Linked DNA regions of Mus musculus: regions 1, 2, 3 and 5 are each linked to region 4. A link is a contact called in public Hi-C, HiChIP or PLAC-seq and promoter capture Hi-C data. All regions are on one chromosome and are shown on one strand. The core of a region is the stretch at or near the end of the contact, and the rest is flanking DNA. Distances in the headings are between cores, read along the strand shown.

The links. Promoter capture Hi-C pulls out the DNA fragments that hold promoters and counts their contacts. Hi-C and Micro-C count contacts between places; a contact is called where the count stands out from the background. HiChIP or PLAC-seq counts read pairs in DNA pulled down with a chosen protein or histone mark. Capture Hi-C pulls out chosen DNA fragments and counts their contacts.
Region 1: a Hi-C map of B cells shows a contact between it and region 4, with 6 read pairs. The contact joins the promoter of Rabepk here to the promoter of Zbtb43 in region 4.
Region 2: a promoter capture Hi-C map of liver shows a contact between it and region 4, with 2.4 times the contacts expected there. The contact joins the promoter of Qrfp here to the promoter of Zbtb43 in region 4. A contact is called at or near these places in 1 of 39 promoter capture datasets (pre-B cells) and 1 of 9 other capture datasets (liver).
Region 3: a promoter capture Hi-C map of liver shows a contact between it and region 4, with 4 times the contacts expected there. The contact joins the promoter of Hspa5 here to the promoter of Zbtb43 in region 4. A contact is called at or near these places in 4 of 39 promoter capture datasets (cranial neural crest, hippocampal neurons, liver and 1 more), 1 of 484 Hi-C or Micro-C datasets (B cells) and 1 of 115 datasets of contacts at active chromatin or transcription factors (embryonic stem cells).
Region 5: a contact with region 4 is called in a FOXA1 HiChIP or PLAC-seq map of pancreatic cancer cells. The contact joins the promoter of Gapvd1 here to the promoter of Zbtb43 in region 4. A contact is called at or near these places in 2 of 39 promoter capture datasets (cranial neural crest and hippocampal neurons), 1 of 484 Hi-C or Micro-C datasets (B cells) and 1 of 115 datasets of contacts at active chromatin or transcription factors (pancreatic cancer cells).

Annotation. Positions count from the first base shown.
Region 1 is chr2:34,798,492-34,802,519 of GRCm38.p6, reverse strand. Rabepk (Rab9 effector protein with kelch motifs) reads left to right here and starts at 2,608. Exons shown (of 8, transcript NM_145522.4): 1 at 2,608-2,769. The coding sequence starts at 2,752.
Region 2 is chr2:31,808,435-31,812,266 of GRCm38.p6, reverse strand. Qrfp (pyroglutamylated RFamide peptide) reads left to right here and starts at 1,687. Exons shown (of 2, transcript NM_183424.4): 1 at 1,687-1,860; 2 at 3,349-3,832. The coding sequence starts at 3,349. The coding sequence ends at 3,723.
Region 3 is chr2:34,770,071-34,773,807 of GRCm38.p6, reverse strand. Hspa5 (heat shock protein 5) reads right to left here and starts at 1,718. Exons shown (of 9, transcript NM_001163434.1): 1 at 1,662-1,718; 2 at 1,362-1,579; 3 at 1,018-1,249; 4 at 501-638. The coding sequence starts at 1,486.
Region 4 is chr2:33,466,798-33,470,484 of GRCm38.p6, reverse strand. Zbtb43 (zinc finger and BTB domain containing 43) reads left to right here and starts at 1,953. Exons shown (of 3, transcript NM_001025594.1): 1 at 1,953-2,052.
Region 5 is chr2:34,753,375-34,756,984 of GRCm38.p6, reverse strand. Gapvd1 (GTPase activating protein and VPS9 domains 1) reads left to right here and starts at 1,753. Exons shown (of 27, transcript NM_001356441.1): 1 at 1,753-2,007; 2 at 2,426-2,719.

The DNA of each region.
Region 1 (4,028 bases), core at 1,359-3,858, 1.3 Mb before region 4:
CGCCGGAAGGGGCTTGCCTCGCAAGCTGGACGGCCTCCGGCCCGGCTCACCTTCGGGTCGTTCTAGGGAAGGTACTTGCACTGCCGCGCTATCTCCACATACTTGTCCAGATTCAGCGGCGCCATTTTAGGGAGAACAAACCGCATCGCTGCCAGCGGCGGAGGCCGAAGCCGGAACCGTCCTTACGTCACGTCCGACCCGTGAGTGGAGTCTGCGCAGTGACGTCAAAGCCTGACTCTCTTCAGAACCCCGACACGCCCCGCGTCGGGTCTCCACGAGAACCCGGCTGTCCTGCTGATGAAACCTAGGACCTGTGGCTGTCTGCCGCGGGGAGTGCTGGGATTTGTAGTTTTAGTGAAAAGCTCTTCTACTCTTGCAACAGACTTCACCTTCGAAAAACTAGATGAGGCTTTTTCTAGGGAAGACCACAAAATGAGTAACTGAGAATTCCCTGGCTCTCCCACCCTGTAAAGCACCCTGTCGGTATCTTCAGTTAAAGTTGGAGTAAGTGGCCGGTCGGTGGTGGCTCACGCCTTTAATACCAGCACTTGGGAGGCAGAGGCAGACAGATTTCTGAGTTCAAGGCCAGCCTGGTCTACAGAGTGATTTCCAGGACAGCCAGGGTTACACAGAGAAATCCTGTTTCGAAAAAAACCAAAGAGGGGCTGGAGAGATGGCTCAGCGGTTAAGAGCACTGACTGCTGCTCTTCTAGAGGTCCTGAGTTCAATCCCCAGCAACCACATGGTGGTTCACAACCATCTGTAATGGGGTCTGATGCCCTCTTCTGGTGTGTCCGAGTATAGCAACAGTGTATTCATATACGTAAAATAAATAAATCTTAAAGAAAAAAAAAAGAAGAACAAAACAAAAGAATTTGTCTTGGTTGGTTTGTTTGAGTCATCTTTTTAGCCCCTTGACTCTCATTTTTAAAAACAGAATTCAAACATCCCTCCAAGAACTTAGAATGTGATTTCTAGTCTAAATGAATTGGTTTCTACAATGTAAACCATCTGATAGTCCATTTTTTCTTGATAATATACCCTTCCAGCATGGCTTCTTGGTGTAATCCAAACCAAAAGGCCCAAGGCACATTCTGGAGCTCTGAGAAGGACTCGCTGTCTAAATATATGTTGGGCACATGGCAGAGCCAACCTAGCCCTGATTCTCTCCAGAAGGAAAGCAGAGTGAGGGGCTGGCGAGACGGCTCAGCGGGTAAGAGCACTGACTGCTCTTCCGAAGGTCCCAAGTTCAAATCCCAGCAACCATATGGTGGCTCACAACCACCCGTAATGAGATCTGACACCCTCTTCTGGTGTGCCTGAAGACAGCTACAGTGTACTTACATATAATAAATAAATCTTAAAAAAAAAAAAAAAAGAAAGCAGAGTGAGTGCATACCTCTAAATTCTTTGGCAGTCTATGGGAGCTTTCTGATAATTACAGGCAATCACAAAGACTCAGGTATTGGAAATATAATGGCAAAGTTGTGAAGAGAGCTGTAGCCCAATTTTACTTTGTCCATGAATTTTGGTTATATTTTCAAGTAACTAAATAAATAAATTGGAGTGGGAGCATTGTAAATCTTTTCTGTAAATCACAGCATTTGTATGGTGGAGGCAGCAGAATCAGGAGTTCAAGACCATCCTCAGGTATACAGTGAGATGGGAGGCAAGCCTGGACTGCATGAGACCCTGTCTCAAAATTAAAACCCAAGTTTTTCTTTTACTTGCACTAGTAAATTCTCTAGACAGCTGTGTTCCGATATTGCTATTCCCATTCTATCTATGAGTAAACTAGGGTTCAGAGAGGAGCAGACTCGTCAGACATTTCCCATTTAGTGCGGGAGCTTGTTTGAAGCCAGTCTGTCTTCCCTCTCCCACTAAAGACACACTACTTCTGTTTCTAGGCTGTCTTGAGTTCTGAGGGAAGTTAGTGAGCTCAGAGTATGGTACTCTGTTCACACATAGGCACATAGGCGAGCTATCTTTGTTTTAGGAAAGTCACGGGGCACCTATAGCTAGGACATAGATCAGAGAGGATGCAGATGAAGCTGTCAACAGAGGTAGTTTGTGTCTAGATAAAAATAATCACGGCTTTTACAAAGGACCAGCTCTGGGCCTCCATAAAAATTCCCGACTACAACCTCTATGGAAATCTTAAAATTTGTGTGTCGCTGAGAGAAGACACCAAAAGTATTAATAACTTTCCCCAAGAACATACAGTGTCAATGAACTTTTTATTCTTCAGCGTTTACAATAGGACCTCCTAGTTGTCCTTCGTGTTTAATCTCTCTGCTCAGCCTGTGAGCTCCCGGAAAGCCCAGGGCCTGTGGTCTGGAACGTGCTGTAACCACAAACAGCGATTATGGAAATAACCCGCTTTAGGATCCACAGTTTGAACCAACCTCAAACCTGCACAGGCAAAACCTAGCATCCTATGGCATGCAGGAAATCTCACTCGGGAGCCTGAAGCAGAATTCAAGGTCAGCCTGGCTTACGTGAGTTCCAACCCATCCTTCCCCTTCAGAAGTCACTACTAAGGACTGCTGTAACAAACTCCGTCGGGACCCGAAATTGGAGTTATGGACCGGATGCCAACCAGTACGCAGAGTTCCGGGAGGCCCTGACTAAGTTTGGCGCGTAGTCCCGGAGACCCGGAGGCGTAGAGCGGTTGGCCTGGACGCGCTTCCGGGACTGGGGAAGAGGACGGGCTCCTAAGCTCCGCCCCATGGGTGGAGCCACGTCCAGGACATGCGGGGGCTGCGGCAGGTAATAGGTGCTGGGCTGGAGGTCTCTTAAGGCAGTAGGCTTGAACTGGGTGGGAGGGGTAGTACCCATGGTCTCCGGCCGGTCAGTTTTGGGGAAAGCTGGCAGCCATTTCTCCCTGACCCCGACTTCTTTCGCGCGGAGATGTGGCCGGCAGAGGGGACGCAAAGGAGGTGGCTAGGAGAGTCCCCGCCACGCCGGCCCCTCTAAGCTCTGGGCTGACCCTGTGGTCATTAGCCTAGCCCGCTTGTGGGCCTCATCGGCCCAACTCTCCTTTAATTCCCTTTCTTCATTCGTTTGTCCTTCACTTCTACACTCTGCAGGTCCATTGGTAAGTTATCGGAATGAATCAGAAGGCCGGACATGCTAACATTTTGGAATCTAGTTTCGATACTTTTCTGTTACTTTTATTTTGAGACAAGTCTCACTGTGTAGCTCAAGCTGGCCTCTGCTGCCTCAAGCCTCTCTAGTGCCATGTAGTGCACCACCATGCCTGGCCGATTACAGACTTTTAAATAGATAGTTACATTCAGGGATGTAAGGGTGTAGTTCAATTGGTAGACTGCCTGCCTATCGAGAACTTAGCCCTGGGTTTGATCTCCAGAAGGCATAAAAAGGTATGGTGGTGTTTGCCTGTAATTCCAGCTTTTGGGAGGTGGCAGCAAGAGAAGCAGAAGTTCAGGGTCATCCTTGGCTACATAATGAGTGGGGGCTAGCCTAAGGTACATAAGACCGTGTCTCTAAATGAGTAATGAGTTTAAAAGAAAAGATAATTACGTTCAGAATGACTCCTGTAATATGGTGGTTAAATGGATACAGTCATATATATTGTGGTCTAAACCCAAGTCCTGATTAAGCCTTCCTGCCGAGGGTGTATGTGATGTATATTGCTAATCCCTGAGGCAGGAGCAGTAACTTGAGAGACTGGAAAGGGGTAATCTCTTTAAATAACCTTTGAAATTTTCTGGGACTTGAACCCAGAGCTTTGCCCATGCTAAACAGACACTCTACCACAGAGCCATGCCAACTCCTTGAAACTGGCTTTAAATATCCACTAGCAGTGTGAAAATTTACAGGAAGGAAAGATAGGGGCGGCAGTAATTACCACAGAATGCTTGTTAATTTTATTAAATTCCCACTGGGTGAGGCAGTGCAAGTTATGAAAGTCAGAGGAGCAACAGAAAGCCCAGTATTGCAGGCAAGGCCCCAAAAAGCCACAGAGTGAGATCCTGTCCGAAAATAACAGCAAAAAGATAGAGACC
Region 2 (3,832 bases), core at 438-2,937, 1.7 Mb after region 4:
TTTCAGAGGTTCGGGGCTGATGGAGATCATAGCCATATGGTGTTCCAAGCTGGGTCCTATTCTGGGGGGGGGGGGGGATCATTCAGATGAAACCAGGAACCTGCAAGGGCACAGCCCAGACTGGCTGTCATGAATATACCCTTTCTCACCCAGTCTCAGCCCTCCCTCACACCATGAGAAACACAGATGGGTCCAGAAGCCAGGCTGCAAGGAAGCCTGGACAGGCTGCATGGAGCCCTGTGCCCTCAGGACTGCAACTCAGAGAGCCTTGGAACCTCCTGGAAAGCTACCCCCCACCCCAATTCCTCCTGTAACACTGCTTCCTTCTTTGCTCAGCCTCTAACCTTGACAAGGCCCATCCTGCTCGATGACATCAGAAACACCCTCAACTCCAGACTCCACGCTGGCCTGGACAGCAGCTGCTGGCAAGGTCCCCCATCATGGCGGACAGTAGCTGAAGACACTGGGGCTCAAGGATCAGAGGGACAGATGCAGGCAGGAACCCAGGAGTGTGCCTGAAAAGCGCTTTGGGAGTCTGCCCAGCCCTCAGAGCCAAGTGTTTGATTAAAGCAAATGTCTGAGCTGGCCTCCCAGCCCCATAGTCACAGCACGGCAGGTGGGAGCCCAGTGTGAACTGAGGAACTGAGTGGGCCACAGGGGAAGGGTCCCACCCTACCATGCAGTTGCTGAATCCAGGGTGTGTGGGTGGGGCATTGTCATTAGTCACCGGAAGAACTGCACTGAGTAGTGGCCCTGGAATGGGCAGTGACCACACCTTGGCCAGAGCACCCGTGGTCAGCATCCAGAGGGAGTCTGGTAAAAGGAGGAGGCTATGGAGATGAGGTATCTACAGCCCCTGCAGACACACACTCACTGCGGTGGTGCCGGCCGGTAAGAACAGCACCCAGCCGTGGACTCAGCGGAAGAGAAGTCATGGTGTGTGGTTAGGGGTGGTGGTGACAGACAACCCTGTCCTTCCTGAGGGTGCCAGTGTGGGAGGAAGGCCTCATTACCTGCCCTACACCTTTGCCAAGTCTACACCTAGCTAACTCGATGCCTTATCTCCCAGCCACCTTGACAGCCACTGGGGAGGTAGGTATGATCATACTCCGCCATTTAGAAGGGCAGGCCCTGTGGCTTTATGTCTGGATGGGCAGCCAACTCTGGAAAGTATGACCAGCCATGAGGCCGCATGGTGAGAGAGACAGAACATACCACTGTTGTCACAGACTGAGTGTGTTGCTGGAGCTGTCGCCCGAGAGGGACCTGCTTAGCCATGAGTTCTAAACCTTGAACCCCTCAGAACCAAGAATTCCTGCCCAGTTTCATGTCTCCCGAGGCTCCTAAGGAGGGGTATATCATATACCAGAACACCTCATCTGCCTACAGAAGGGACTGGGTGTCCATGACCCTCCAAGCCCTCTCAGCAGTGAGGATGCTGCCTCTGTAAGCCCACCGTCTCTGGAGGGAGACCAAGGCAGGGCCACCATCAGGGTTCTCAAGAGTGGGCCTCCATGTCTCCACCGGGAACCTCCAGTGTCTGAGCCCGCGGTTGACCCGTGATGATGCTCTCTGTGCTGCAAGGGTGGCGCCCGCCACTCTTCATCAGACCACATCCTGTTTGCGTTGTCTCTTTGTCCTTTGGCCCACGGTGCCCCTTCCTTCACCACCAGCAGCCCCAAAGGAATCCTGGGGCTAGGAATGCATAGCAATCAGGCAGGCTGGGGCTCGCCTCTCCAGGGAGCTTTATAAAGCGGGGGAACCCCAGAGCCATGCCTGCTGGACCGGGACCTGAGCAGCTCTGCCTGACAACTGGGGTCCAGGGACTCACCTGCCCTTCTTAGAGCAGCCCTCAGCACAGTGAGTACAGCAAGGGACGGGAGGCCAGGCTCTCCAGGTGAGCTGGGTGCAGGCGGGTACAGCCAGCACCACGAGCCACACACCAGGAAGGGCGGGTGTGTGGGAGACCCGCAGCTTCATCCTCAGCTCAAGTTCCACCAGAGCCAGCCGGCCCTAGATGCCAGCCAGGAAGTATTAATCTCTGGGGATAAAGACCATTCCTGGTCCTCCCCTTCTATGGGGAGAAGGGAATGAGACTTGTCTGTCCCATGTGGGGGGCCCTGCCCTCTCCACCCGTGCCTGAGGAAGCCCCTTTAGCAGCAGCAGACTGGAGGCTACTCCAGGCCCTGGGGACTAGGGGGCTTAGCAAGCTGGATTTGGGTAGAAAGCAGGGCTGCTTTTGTTGTTGTTTTTGAAGCTTTCTGGCTGCGCTCACTTCTTTGAAATGTTTTCAAGGGAGCTGTTTCTGGAAAGAAGTCGTCCCCCCTGTCCCCCCCCCTCCCCCCTCCGTCCCCCGCCACTTCCAGCTTCAGGGGCTTCCTCAGAGGATGAGCCAGCTCGGCTCAGCTCACCCATGGTCACTGCAAACACAAGCATCCTCTGTGAGGGAAGGGAACAGTTCCCACCAAGGGATGTGGGGGGGGGGACCTCGAGACAATGAGACAGGTATGGGGGCACAGAGTAATGAGGCTACCTTGAATTCAGCTCTCTTTCTTATAAAGCTGTAGGACCTAGGGCAAACCCTGAGGCTCTCTGTGCCTGAGGTCCTAGGGGGGGTGGCCCCGGGGTTGGTGGGCTGGATGGCTATCATCAGGAAGCAATCATTTCCCTAGAGACTGGCACAGGGAGAAACCACACTGACATTAGAGCCCAGAGCTGTGTGGTGGGGCAGCGTTTGCTGTAGACAGACTTACTGTACAGAGAAACCCATTCACCAGAGCCTGTCCTGCCCAGTGGGAGCTCAGTGGGTGCTGGCTGTCCCCAGCCTTGCCTCTAGCTCCTCCCCAGGTAGGAGTTTGACTTACACAAGGGCCACCAGGCCCATTTCCCCCTCCCAAGAGCAACTTGTTCCTGAATTAGGGAGACAGTGGGGTTTCCCAGCAGAGCTGCTAGACCTATTCATTATCAAGTTGAAAACACGGCAGCTTCTCACTCTGCCTACGGCCCAAGAGTCAATAATTATAATAGAAAATTGAACCCAAATGCACACAGCCCCGAGGGCCACCCGGGTACCTCTGCAAGCCAGCTGGCAGCTCTGGTATTCCAGTACTGAGCCACCAAGGCAGGCAGCTCCCCGGCTACAGGTGAATAGGAATCAGACTAATTGGTCCAGCTGGCTCCCGCGGTGGCTACGACAGCCTGGTGTCCTGGGTGCTAGGGAACCAGGCTAAGCACAGTCAGCAGCTATCCCTCCAAGGGCTGCCCAGACCTTGGGAAGCCTGGGGCCAGGGATTGCATGTGGCCAAATGCTGGCCACTACCCCCTCCTCTCTCTCCCTCCTCTGCTCAGATGAGGGGCTTCCGGCCTTTGCTTTCCCTACTTCTCCCTCTGAGTGCCTGCTTTCCCCTGCTGGACAGAAGGGGACCCACAGACATCGGTGACATCGGAGCCAGGATGAACTGGGCCCAGCTGGCTGAGGGACATCCCCCCAACTCGGTTCAAAATCCACAGCCACAGGCCCTGCTTGTGGTGGCCAGGGAGCAGCAGGCCTCCCACAGGGAGCACACCGGCTTCCGTCTAGGGAGGCAAGACGGTAGCAGTGAGGCCGCAGGGTTCCTGCCCGCCGACTCGGAGAAGGCCAGCGGCCCTCTGGGGACTCTGGCAGAGGAGCTGAGCAGCTACAGCCGGAGGAAGGGAGGCTTCAGCTTCCGCTTTGGACGGTGAGGGCCTGCGTGGACTCTGCCCCGTCTGACCGTCTACTGTTGCCCCGGCCCCAACCTCAGGAACCCAGACCCGGAGAGAGTATCACAGTGCACTAGTGGTGGTGAATAGG
Region 3 (3,737 bases), core at 469-2,968, 1.3 Mb before region 4:
CGTGCAATCATACTTAAAGATGATTGAAGTACATGGTGTTCTCACTTCTGTCACTCTTATCAACTAGTCAAGCCACAACAGTTTCTAAGTCAGTTTACTGCTATATCATACGCTTTTGTCATTAGAATTAAGCAGTGGTAACTCATAAAGGCTGACTAGCATATACCTTGACCTCCCACAAAACACTAAATCACTAAAAGTTAAGATTGAAAGGTTTCTGGGGCTGGTGAGATGGCTCGGCAGGTAAGGGCACTGACTGCTCTTCCGAAGGTCCTGAGTTCAAATCCCAGCAACCACATGGTGGCTCACAACCACCCATAATGAGATCTGACACTCTCTTCTGGTGTGTCTGAAGTCAGCTACAGTGAAATTATGTATAATAATAAATAAATCTTTAAAAAAAAATTGAAAGGTTTCAAACCATGAAGGCTTCCCTACACAAGTCATCGAGGGGGAGCAACAGCAATCAAACACTCAACACTGTTTCACACGTTATTCACCTTCTTTCCCAAATACGCCTCAGCAGTCTCCTTCATTTTAGTGAGAACCATGGCAGAAATTTCTTCTGGGGCAAATGTCTTGGTTTGCCCACCTCCAATATCAACTTGAATGTACGGTTTAGTTTTCTTTTCAACCACCTATGGCATAAAGTAATTTAAAGGTAATTTTTCCGAAGAGGAAACAATGACACCACAAACGATTTAAAAAAAAAAATCCATTTCCTCCCTCCCATAGCTTGATTCATCTCTGTCCCTTAGGGGGAAATCACAACTAAAACTGAGCACAGCTGTATTGTAGATAGATCGACAGTTTTAGTCTGTTTCAACTTCTAGACATTGTTAACAGTGTGTCATGTTTTATAACACACTAAAAACGACTAGATGTAAAACCGTTACATAAATTCCGAACACATTCTTTTAAGTCCTTTGAACAGTGTTTTTGGCCAAGTGGCAACCCCTAAATACTCCTATCACCCCAGCCGCCCCATTAGCATGAGAAAAAAAAAACGGGTCCGACCTTGAATGGCAAGAACTTGATGTCCTGCTGCACCGAAGGGTCATTCCAAGTGCGTCCGATGAGGCGCTTGGCATCGAAGACCGTGTTCTCGGGGTTGGACGTGAGTTGGTTCTTGGCCGCATCGCCAATCAGACGCTCCCCTTCAGGAGTGAAGGCCACATACGACGGCGTGATGCGGTTGCCCTGATCGTTGGCTATGATCTCCACGCGGCCGTTCTTGAACACACCGACGCTGACGGGGAAACCCCACAGAAAAGGAATCAGCACCTCACTTTCTCACGCTGGCCCCGGAGGCCACGCCCCACTCCTCCCCACCCCCTCCTCCTTCGACGGATACCACTTACCAGGAATAGGTGGTCCCCAAGTCGATGCCGACCACCGTGCCCACATCCTCCTTCTTGTCCTCCTCCTCGGCCCGCACCGCGCCCAGCAGCAGCAACGCCGCCGCCACCACAGTGAACTTCATCATGCCGGCGCTGAGGACCAGTCGCTCAGCAGTCAGGCAGGAGTCTTAGGAGTCCAGCAACAGGCTGTGGCCCCGAAACGCGACGACGGTTCTGGTCTGAGGGCGACAGGGGCCTCGGGGTCAGGAGGAGACACGAAGCAGACTCGGAGCAGGCCTAGCAGCAGGCCGCGGCGCTTACCTCACACACACGCAGAAGCCCAAGTGTCCAGGTCAGTGTTGTCTCGGCCAGTATCGAGCGCGCCGTCGCCGACTCGCCTTATATACCCTCCCCACAGCCCCGTCGTGGAGGCCTCCGATTGGTGAAGTCGCTACTCGTTGGAGGCCGCTGATTGGTCCATGCCACCAAGCTGGCTGCTGCCGATTCGAAGCGGCCTCCTCCGCAACTCACGTCATTGCTACGCCCCCCGGGCTGACTCATTGGCTACTGGTCATTCTTAACGGCCACCAATGAGAGGCAGCATCCGCCCTGAGCGCTGGTCCTATTGGTTCAGCAGCTGCCTGTCCTTCGGGTGACCTCTCACCCCGAGACCGTTTCCGCCGGTAACCGTTCAGGTCCTCCCCTCACGCCAGGCCCCCGGGGACTGGAGTGGGGTCTGCGTGTCAGTTCCCTCGGGGTCTCCTTTTCTGTCTCTCACTCTGAAGAAGTACGCGGCCTTTCTCCTCCTCGATTCCCCGCGTCCTGAGCTGCCCGGCCTCAGCTGTGATCGCCCTCCCCAGCCTCCACACGTTCTCGGATGTCCCAGAGTCCAGGCCCTGTTACTCGCCCGGCCTGCACGTCTCGAGCTGGGGCCTGATCTGGATTCTGCCTCGCTGAGAATCCTGGTGCTTCTCAGCTAACCGTGTTTCTCCTTCACCCCAAGGCTAGCCGTATGTGTCTTTCCAGGCCTTTCGAATCTTCCCTTTGCCGGGGTTAAGTCCCAGGATTGGCCTGGCCAATTGTAACCTATTCCCTTTCTCCGCCGCGGAGATTCAGTACTATGGTCAAACGAGCACTTTCCACCATGAGATGTATCTTTTCTTCTCTCTCTCTCTCTCTCTCTCTCTCTCTCTCTCTCTCGTAGCGCCTTATTGTTCGCTAACCTGTTCTAGCATAGCATTTCCATTTATGACACTGGTTATTATTTATAAGTCCTTCCTCTTTCCCTCTTCCTTCTTGACACCACCCTATTCGACTCTTGGAATAGGGCTGATAATGCTAAAGACGTTTAGCAGACAAAAAAGTCTTGCTGATGCTTTACTCTTTTATAATAGTATGTTGGGGGACAAACAAAACAAGTTACTACTTGAGCTTATTATGTACTTCATTGTTTTGTTTTATGTATTTTGAGAGGCATTGTACACAGGCCCAAGCTGGTCTATAACTACTGATCCTCCTATGTGTTTTCCATGTGTCATTTATTCATATTCAAGTCTTGGTACATTTTTCCCATTTTCCAGAAGAGACCATTGAGACCAAGAGCGATTAAATAGCTAGAATGGTCGATTGATAAGTGCTGAGAATATAGTTAATAACCCGGTTGATTTTACTCCATAATTTATACTATTGATTCCCACCACCACCACCCTTTTTTGTTGTTTAAAGACAAATTTCATGCACCCCCAGTCTTCAAACTGTGTAGCAAATGACTTTGAACTTCTGTTTCTTCTATCTATACCTCCCAAGTGCTGAGAACTTCAGGCATAGGCATGTACTACCATGGGACTTGCATCTATGCATGCTACACAACTGACATCTGTCTCCAGGCCTGGAGCTCAACATGTCCACCAGGCTGGCCTTGAACTCTCAGGTCCACCATCTCTGCACCCCAAGTCCTTATAGACATGCTTATGAAGGCTACTTGGGCCATTTATTACAGGCAGGAAATGACTCCAGTATTCCTATTAAATGTATTCTGAGCTTCATAAGTACACTGTGCAAATACTACTAAAACATCACACGCACAGTCACTAAAATGTTGAGCCTATGAATCAGTGTTCAGGAATTTTTTTCCTTTCTCATTCCTCAAAGATTAGTGACTCAGTCAACTCCATCCTTGCTATAGAAGTTGCATCACACAGCTCTTTCAGTCAGGCTTGTAATACTGTCATAACATTGATCTTCCTTTGGGTTGCATCAGACTAGTATTAAGATAGAATCACTAAGCCCAATCTACTGGTGCACACCTTTAGTCTCAGCACGTAGGAGGCAGAAGCAGGGGATCTCTCTGAGTTAGAGGCCAGCCTGGTTAGTACAAAGACAGCCAAGGCTACATGT
Region 4 (3,687 bases), core at 704-3,203:
GAGTGAATTCTTGCCGGCGAGATACTAGCTCCGGATAGGCATAGCCTGTGATCAACTTCTTGCCACAAGTGGACAAAGAGAATGAACACATAGAGGTCACTGCAGGAGGATTAGGAGAAAGCATTTTGGAGTGTTGAGTTGAATAAACTCCTTAAATGATACACCACTTTTTTCAAAAAGGACTAAGGCAGGCAAAGCAAGAAGACTGAGATGGACTGTAGCGTTCAGATGATGCCGAGCAGCTGCCCTGATTCTTCATGGCTTTACCGTCAGATGTGTTGGGTTTTACTGTTTTGCTTCTTTGAGACAAGACCTCATTGCACAGTTCAGGTTGACCCAGAATTGCCTATGTCACCCAAGTCGGCTTAGCCTCCAACCCATCTCCATTTTTTTAAAGATTTATTTATTTTACGTATAGGAGTGCTCTATCGGCTTGTACGCCTGCATGCAGAAGAAGACATCATATCCCAGTATGGATGGTTGTGAGCCACCATGTGGGTTCTGGGAAATGAACTCAGGACCTCTGGAAGAACAGCCAGTGCTCTTAACCTCTGAGGCATCTCTCCGACCCCAACCCCAGCCCCAATTTTTTCTTTTTTATATGCATGTGTATTTGTATGTGTGTTCATGCAGATGTGGTTGTGCTGGTCAAAGGAAAACCCCTAGTGCCAGCCACTCCTTTTAGGCAGGTTCTCTGTTATTCTGAAACTCACTGATCCCTGCCTCCACAGCACTGGCGTTAAAATCCTGCCACCACACCTGCTATTTTTATATGGTTCTGGGAGTGAATTCAGGTCCTTAAGTTGCAATGCTTTGTAAAGGATTTACCAACTGAGCCATTCCCTTAATCCCCACGTTTTTTCCCCTAGCAAGATGTTCCGCACCTGTTCCCAGTTCTGTGCTTCAGTATTTGTTTTCTTTCGTTTTGTTTCCCCGAACTTCTAAAAAAAAATTTTTTTTTTTAATGTGTATGTGTGTTTTGCCTGCACACAAGTCTGGGTACTGTTTGCCTGCCTGGTGTCAGTGGAGGCCGGAAGAGGGAGACAGATAACCTGGAACTGGAGTTAGGGAGGCTGTGTGCCACCAGTTGGGTGCTTGAAATTGAACACAGGTCCCCTGGAAGAGAAATGAGTAGTCTTAACTATTGAGCCATTTTTCCAGCCCTCCCAGAATTTCTTTGAATAATTCTCTCGGGGAGTCCCAACCTCCTCTCTAAATACGGCTGAGTTCCAGAGCCCAACCAAGAAGTAGGCGTGCAAGCTGGGCGGTGGTGGCGCAAGCCTTTAATCCCAGTACTTGGGAGGCAGAGGCAGAGGCAGAGGCAGAGGCAGAGGCAGGCGGATTTCTGAGTTCAAGGCCAGCCTGGTCTACAAAGTGAGCTCCAGGACAGCCAGAGCTATACAGAGAAACCCTGTCTCGAAAAAACCAAAAAAAAAAAAAAAAAGAGAGAGAGAGAGAAAGAAAACAAAACAAAACAAACAAAAAAACAAAAAAGAAGTAGGCGCACACCTGGGAAACTGACCTAAGACACAAATGTGTGTCGGGTCCAGCTTGTGTATCCACCCTACACCAACTATGGGGAACACATCCTTGCAATCCTGATACTCAGCAGGTGCAGGTACGAGTGGATTTAAGTCCAACTTAAAGCCATCTTGAAATGTTATTACTTTTTTTTTTTTTTTTTTTTTTTGGTGGTGGTGGTGGTGGTGGGGTGAGCGTATAAATTGCAAGAGTCAGTCTTCCACTAAGGCTTCCAGAGCTACGAACTCGAAATTATCTCACTCTTCGAGACCATTGCGCAGACGCCAGTACCCTGCGCGTGCTCTCCTGAAGACCCGCCCCGAAAGCACGCCTGGAGCATGCGCACATCCCAGCGTCGACGACACGCCTCCGGAAGCACTGGCAATTTCGAGGGCGGGATCAGAAAGCGTATCCGAGGGACGAGAGGCTCGGGCGGAAGTTGTCCCCGCGGTGGCGGCGGAGAATAAGGCCTTGGTACGGCAACGGGGACGCTCCGGTAGGCTGGAGCTACGGGCGCGGAGCCGTCTGAAGGTACTGCGGGGCGGGGAGGCTGGGCGCTCGCGCGGGAGGTCGCGGTCGGGGTCACGAGTGGCCGCGACACGGGACACTGCTCTCCCTCCGACGGCGGTGATGCGGGACGGCGCGAGTGACTCCGAAGCCCCGGCGCCCCGGCTTAGAGTCCTGCGGCCTCCCGGGCGACCTCTTGGCCAAGGTCACCCCGCGGCAGGTGCACCGCCGCCTGGAGCTCTTGGAGAATCCGCCCCCGGGGCGACCTCCGGGTCGAGCCACCCACGCACGAACCGACGCCGCGAAGGAGAACCTCGCTGCCCTGAGTTTCGCCTCTTTGTCAGACCGTTGTCACCTGTTTTGTCCTCACCTGGCCTCTTGTCAGCTGGAGTTTATACTTTGCATCTTTGGTGGTGACAACCTTTGGACTTTGTCTTTACCTCTGTCTCCTCCCTTGCCTCAGTGTTTTTTGACTCTGCTTCTGCCCCCTCGGGCCGCCCTCTGGTTCAGGGCCCGAAAGTCACACTGACTTCTTGGTCATTTGTCTGTCTGTCTCTCTGTGTGTGTGTGTGTGTGTCTGTCTCTCTCTCTCTCTCTCTCTCTCTCTCTCTCTCTCTCTCTCTGCCAATGTTGTGTTCTTGTTCTCTCCTTCCCAACTGAGTTTGTTTAGGCAGGGCGGGCCTTGCCTGGACCTCTGAGCCATGGAAGGTGACTCATGACCCTGTAAAACTCCCCTGGCCGGGCACCATTACCAGTGGCCCGATCACAGTCTGGTCTCAGTTCTGACAAGTGTCACCAAACCTAATAAAGTGTCAGGAGCTACTGCTTTCACGGTGAAGGCCCATCTCAGGATCTAGGCAGTGGTTTGCGCAGGTCTCCACAACTCTTTGCTCTTTCCAGAAACCCTGGGTGGCCTCCAGGGCTGTTTGGAGCTGCTCTGTTTAACCAGGCCAGCATCTACAGGCTTAGGAAGGACTAGACTTCCATCTGCCTCTGAGACCCTTAACTTAGCACAGTAGCAGAGTTCTAGGAGCAGTTTACTGAAGAACTTAGAAACCTAATAGGAATCCATTCCCTGCTTGTTTCCAAAGTATTGTCTGAGACAGAGACACCATAGGGAGGAACACTGAAACTTTTGGAGTGGAGTGTATCTGGAATAGACAGGAGATGAAACATATTTTATCAAGTGCCTGAGTCAAGTAGGCTGCCTCAGTGGATACAGAGTTTTAAGAGATGGAAAGAACGTTCTAGAAATGGTTTGTGCACAACAGTGTGAATGCTACATAACTAACTCTGGTTTGCAACATTTAGTTGAATCCTTTGTAGCAATGCAAGCCAAGCCCTTCCCAGCAGCAGGTTCAGCTGATGTGGAGTTCCTTTCAATCTTGTAGCAGCAGTTTTCCCCTCCCTCCCGGCCCCTCTGGAGTCAGTGCAGAGATCTACTGAGGGGCAGCTTGAGAAACACATTACCTTTGACATGCCAAGAGCTTGTAAAACTGGAAAGATACTCCTTATTAGAGTAGAAAGTGTTCTGGTCTTTTTTCACAGGCTAGGCCTTTTTAGTTTTCTTGGATTTTTTTTTTTTTTTTTGGCTTTGTTTGTTTGTTTCTGTTTTATAAAACTTACCTGCCTTAAGGTCATTTCCCCAGCATTTGGTTT
Region 5 (3,610 bases), core at 504-3,003, 1.3 Mb before region 4:
AGAGCAGCACTATTTGCTAAATTCTGATAATTTTTTTTCCCAAATTTATTTATTTTGACCATATATTTTGCTTTCCCACATGTAAAGTGTGTTGAGTGTAATAGCTACTTCACAGCCTACTATAACAAGAGTCATTGTGGTAGTGATTTGGGTTTCTGGTAAGAATGTTACATTCTTTGGGAATGCTGAATGGGAAGATTAAAAGCTGTCTGTCTAGGTCAGGCACTCCATCTGTAGGTGACAGACAGAACAGGGCTCAGGCCAGTGAACCGAACATTCCTGTTCTCGTTGTACTTACAATGCACAATCTACTTACTTCATAACTCTTAGCTTCTTTAGAACCCTTCCCTTTCTTTTTATTTATGTATATTCATTTATGTATTTACACATTTATACATTCACACAATTTATTTGTGTGTTTGTTTGTTTGTTTATGGGGGGCAAGTTTTTGCCACAGTGGTGGTCAGAAAATATTGCAGGAGTCATTTATCCTTCCTCCCCTATGTGGGGTGTTTGGTGTCAAACTCTGGTGGTTCGGTTTGGTGGCAAATGCCTTTACTTGAAGGTTTCCTTTTGTGTCTTTGAAAGCCTTTCTTCAAGCTGGGCAGTGGTGGCACAAGCCTTTAATCCCAGCACTTGGGAGGCAGAGGCAGGTGGATTTTGTGCTCTGGAGCTCTGGAGCCTTTGAACACAATCTTCTGTTCAAGGGGGTTTTCCCTTATGCAGTCTACAAATTTTATATCCTCCCCCTCTCTTTTTCTGGATTTTTTTTCTTTTTCTTTTTCTTTTTCTTTTCCTTTTTTTTTTTTTTTTTTTTTTTAAACAAGATTTCTCTGTGTAGCACTGTCCTGGAACTTGCTCTGTAGACTAGGCTAGCCTTGAGATCTGCCTGCCTGTTTTTGCCTCCGCCTGCCTGTTTTTGCCTCTTGAGTGCTGGGATCCTGACTCATCTACCTTGGAATCTAGTCACAGCCAAATCTCTTTTCCTTTCTTTCTTTTCTTCTTTGGCCTTTTGAGACAGGGGCTCTGTATAATCCTGGTTATCCTGGAACTCTGAGATTGGTCTGATTTTGCCTTCCAACTGCTGGGATTAAAGTCATGGGCCACAAAACTCAGCCTAGGTCTTGATTTCTTAATTCAATATGGTCTCTTTCTCTGGAATCTCATAACACTTTGTAATTCTTCATAGCACTTTGTAATTTAGTTTATTGTTACAAAACTCAATCTATGGGAGATACTCTCCACTTTATATTGTAAATTGTATCCACTTGCTTTTTCATCTGGTTGGTGCTTTGTACAATGTAACAGACCCGACTGATAATCTTTAATTGAACTCTGTTGAATGGCAACATGGTACCAAAGACATTTTACTTGATACCCACAATGCTATTGTAACAAAGTAGCAAATAGGAAGCAAATTGTGACAAAAGAATTTCCTTTTGAGGCAGGGTCTCAAAGGATAGCTCCCGCTGGTCTAGACATCCTGTGTAGCTCAGGCTGGTTTAAACTTTTGTCTAATTCTGAGACATTTGCTTCAGCCTCCCAAAGGTTTTAGATTACAGGTGAGAGCTACCATGCTAGTTCAATTCTGATGATTTTTAAAGGAGGTGTATGGAAGACGGGTGGAAAGCTGTCTGGGATCTGATTTATGTTTGAATAGTTGGGAAGATGAGTTTTCACTTCCCCCTCCCCCCACCTTGGGGGCGGAGCATGAGACTCGTGGTGTTGCAGGATATATTCATTGTCTTCAATATTTTAAAGGGCTGTCAAGTGGGAACCAATTCTCCTTGCTTCCAGGCAGAATAACTACCTGCAAAGGGAGGAAAGACAAGGGAAGCAGATTTCAGCTCAGCAGAAGGCAGAACTTTCTAACATTTAGAGCTGTGCAACAGAGAGGAGCAGGCTGTACTCCTGAGAGGTAGTGAGCTGATACTGGAACATCCGAAACAGAAGTGAGACGTGGAGGCCATTCCTGCTTGGGTGGGAGCTGCACCGATGACCTTTAAGGTATGTTCTAGCTCTAAGGTTTCTGGGACTGTTCACTTCTGCTAACTTGACGCGTCCTTTCATTTTTTTTTTTTTTTTGAAAAAACAAAACCGACCTAAGCCTATTTAATGTAACACAGTTTACAGTTTATTTAATGTAATGTTATTTTTAAATAACACAGTTACAATAAAAATCGACAAAACGAGAAGTGGGAAATTATATTTATAAGTTAAAAATGAAGATACCGTCCAATTGGCATAGCTTTTAAGTGAAAGGGGAAGAGCGAGAGAGAGAGAGAGAGAGAGAGAGAGAGAGAGAGAGAGAGAGAGAGGAGAGAGAGAGAGAGAGAGAGAGAGAGAGAGAGAGAGAGAGGCTGGCTATTGGATGATGTTCCGAGCAAGAGAGGAGTGTCATTTTTCTTCCACCCGTCTTCTCTAGCACCAGGTACACGGAGACGTGAGGGCGGAGGATCGGCGTACAGGTCCTGGCAAGGCGGTTCGCGACCGGGAGCGGAAGGGCGGCCGTGGTCCGGACCACCGATCCCAGGGGCCCCCGCGGCGCCGCGCACGCGCACTGCTGAGGGGGCAGCGCCGCCGCAGGAGGCAGGGAAACCGACTGGCGATCTGTGGCGGCGGCTGGGCGGCGGTGGCAGTTCGCAGCGAGGGCGACGGCTCCGAGGCCGAGAGGCAGTCCAGCGAGGACCTGGGCGCCGTCCTCCGCATGACCTCACCGGTGAGTGCGCGTCCCCGGCCGGTCCGCACCGCGTGCCCCGCCGTCTGGCCTAGCACCGCAGCCCGCGCCTGACGGCCGCCCCGCCCCGGGCCCCGGGCCTGCCCCGTGCCCGGCGTCGCTCGGGTGGGAAGCCGCGCGGCCGGGCCCCGCGAGAGGGGTGGCGGCGTGCGGGTTCCGGCAGCCTGCCTGAGGCGGCGGGGACACAGGGCGCATGGGGGGGATGGGGTGGGAGCGCGACGGGGCGGGAAGGGGCGCAGTAGCGCGGGTCGCCTCTGTGGGCGTCCGGGGCAGGTGGGCAGCCGAGCCCGGGAGGCCAGGAGCGGACCGAATGGCTTGGGAGCGCCGCCAGGGACGCGCCGGACGCTCCGGGCTGGGGACGCCGTGCACCCGCAAACGCGCGCCGGGCTTGGCGTCTGTGCACTTGCTGCTGGTGGTCTTGAAGTGTCCGTTCTGTCCATCTCTCTTCTTTCAATTGTCGACTTTTATTGACGGACAGAATTGTCACGGGTGCTGCCTGGATAGACCTCAGAAACGAGCGGGATCCAAGGCATAATTCTAAATAAAGTGAAATAAGGTGAGGAGTCAGATAAGCGGTAGGAACGACGAGGACTCTGGTTTTTTTAACGTTAAGACTCAATTAAATTAAACTTAATAAAATGAAAATTTTGAGTTTGAGCAAAAAGGATGAGGTCTGGGAACTAGAGCTTCCAACTCGTGGTTCCTCGGTGCATTGAATGTAGATAGAATGTCTTTAGTGAGAATGAAGGTAAAATTACACCTTTATTTACAAACCAGTAATTGAAACTGTTGCCTTTAGTTATAAAAACAAGTACCAAACCACAGTAGTATTAGCAATCCCTGTGAGTTTGTCACCAATAGAATTTACAGATA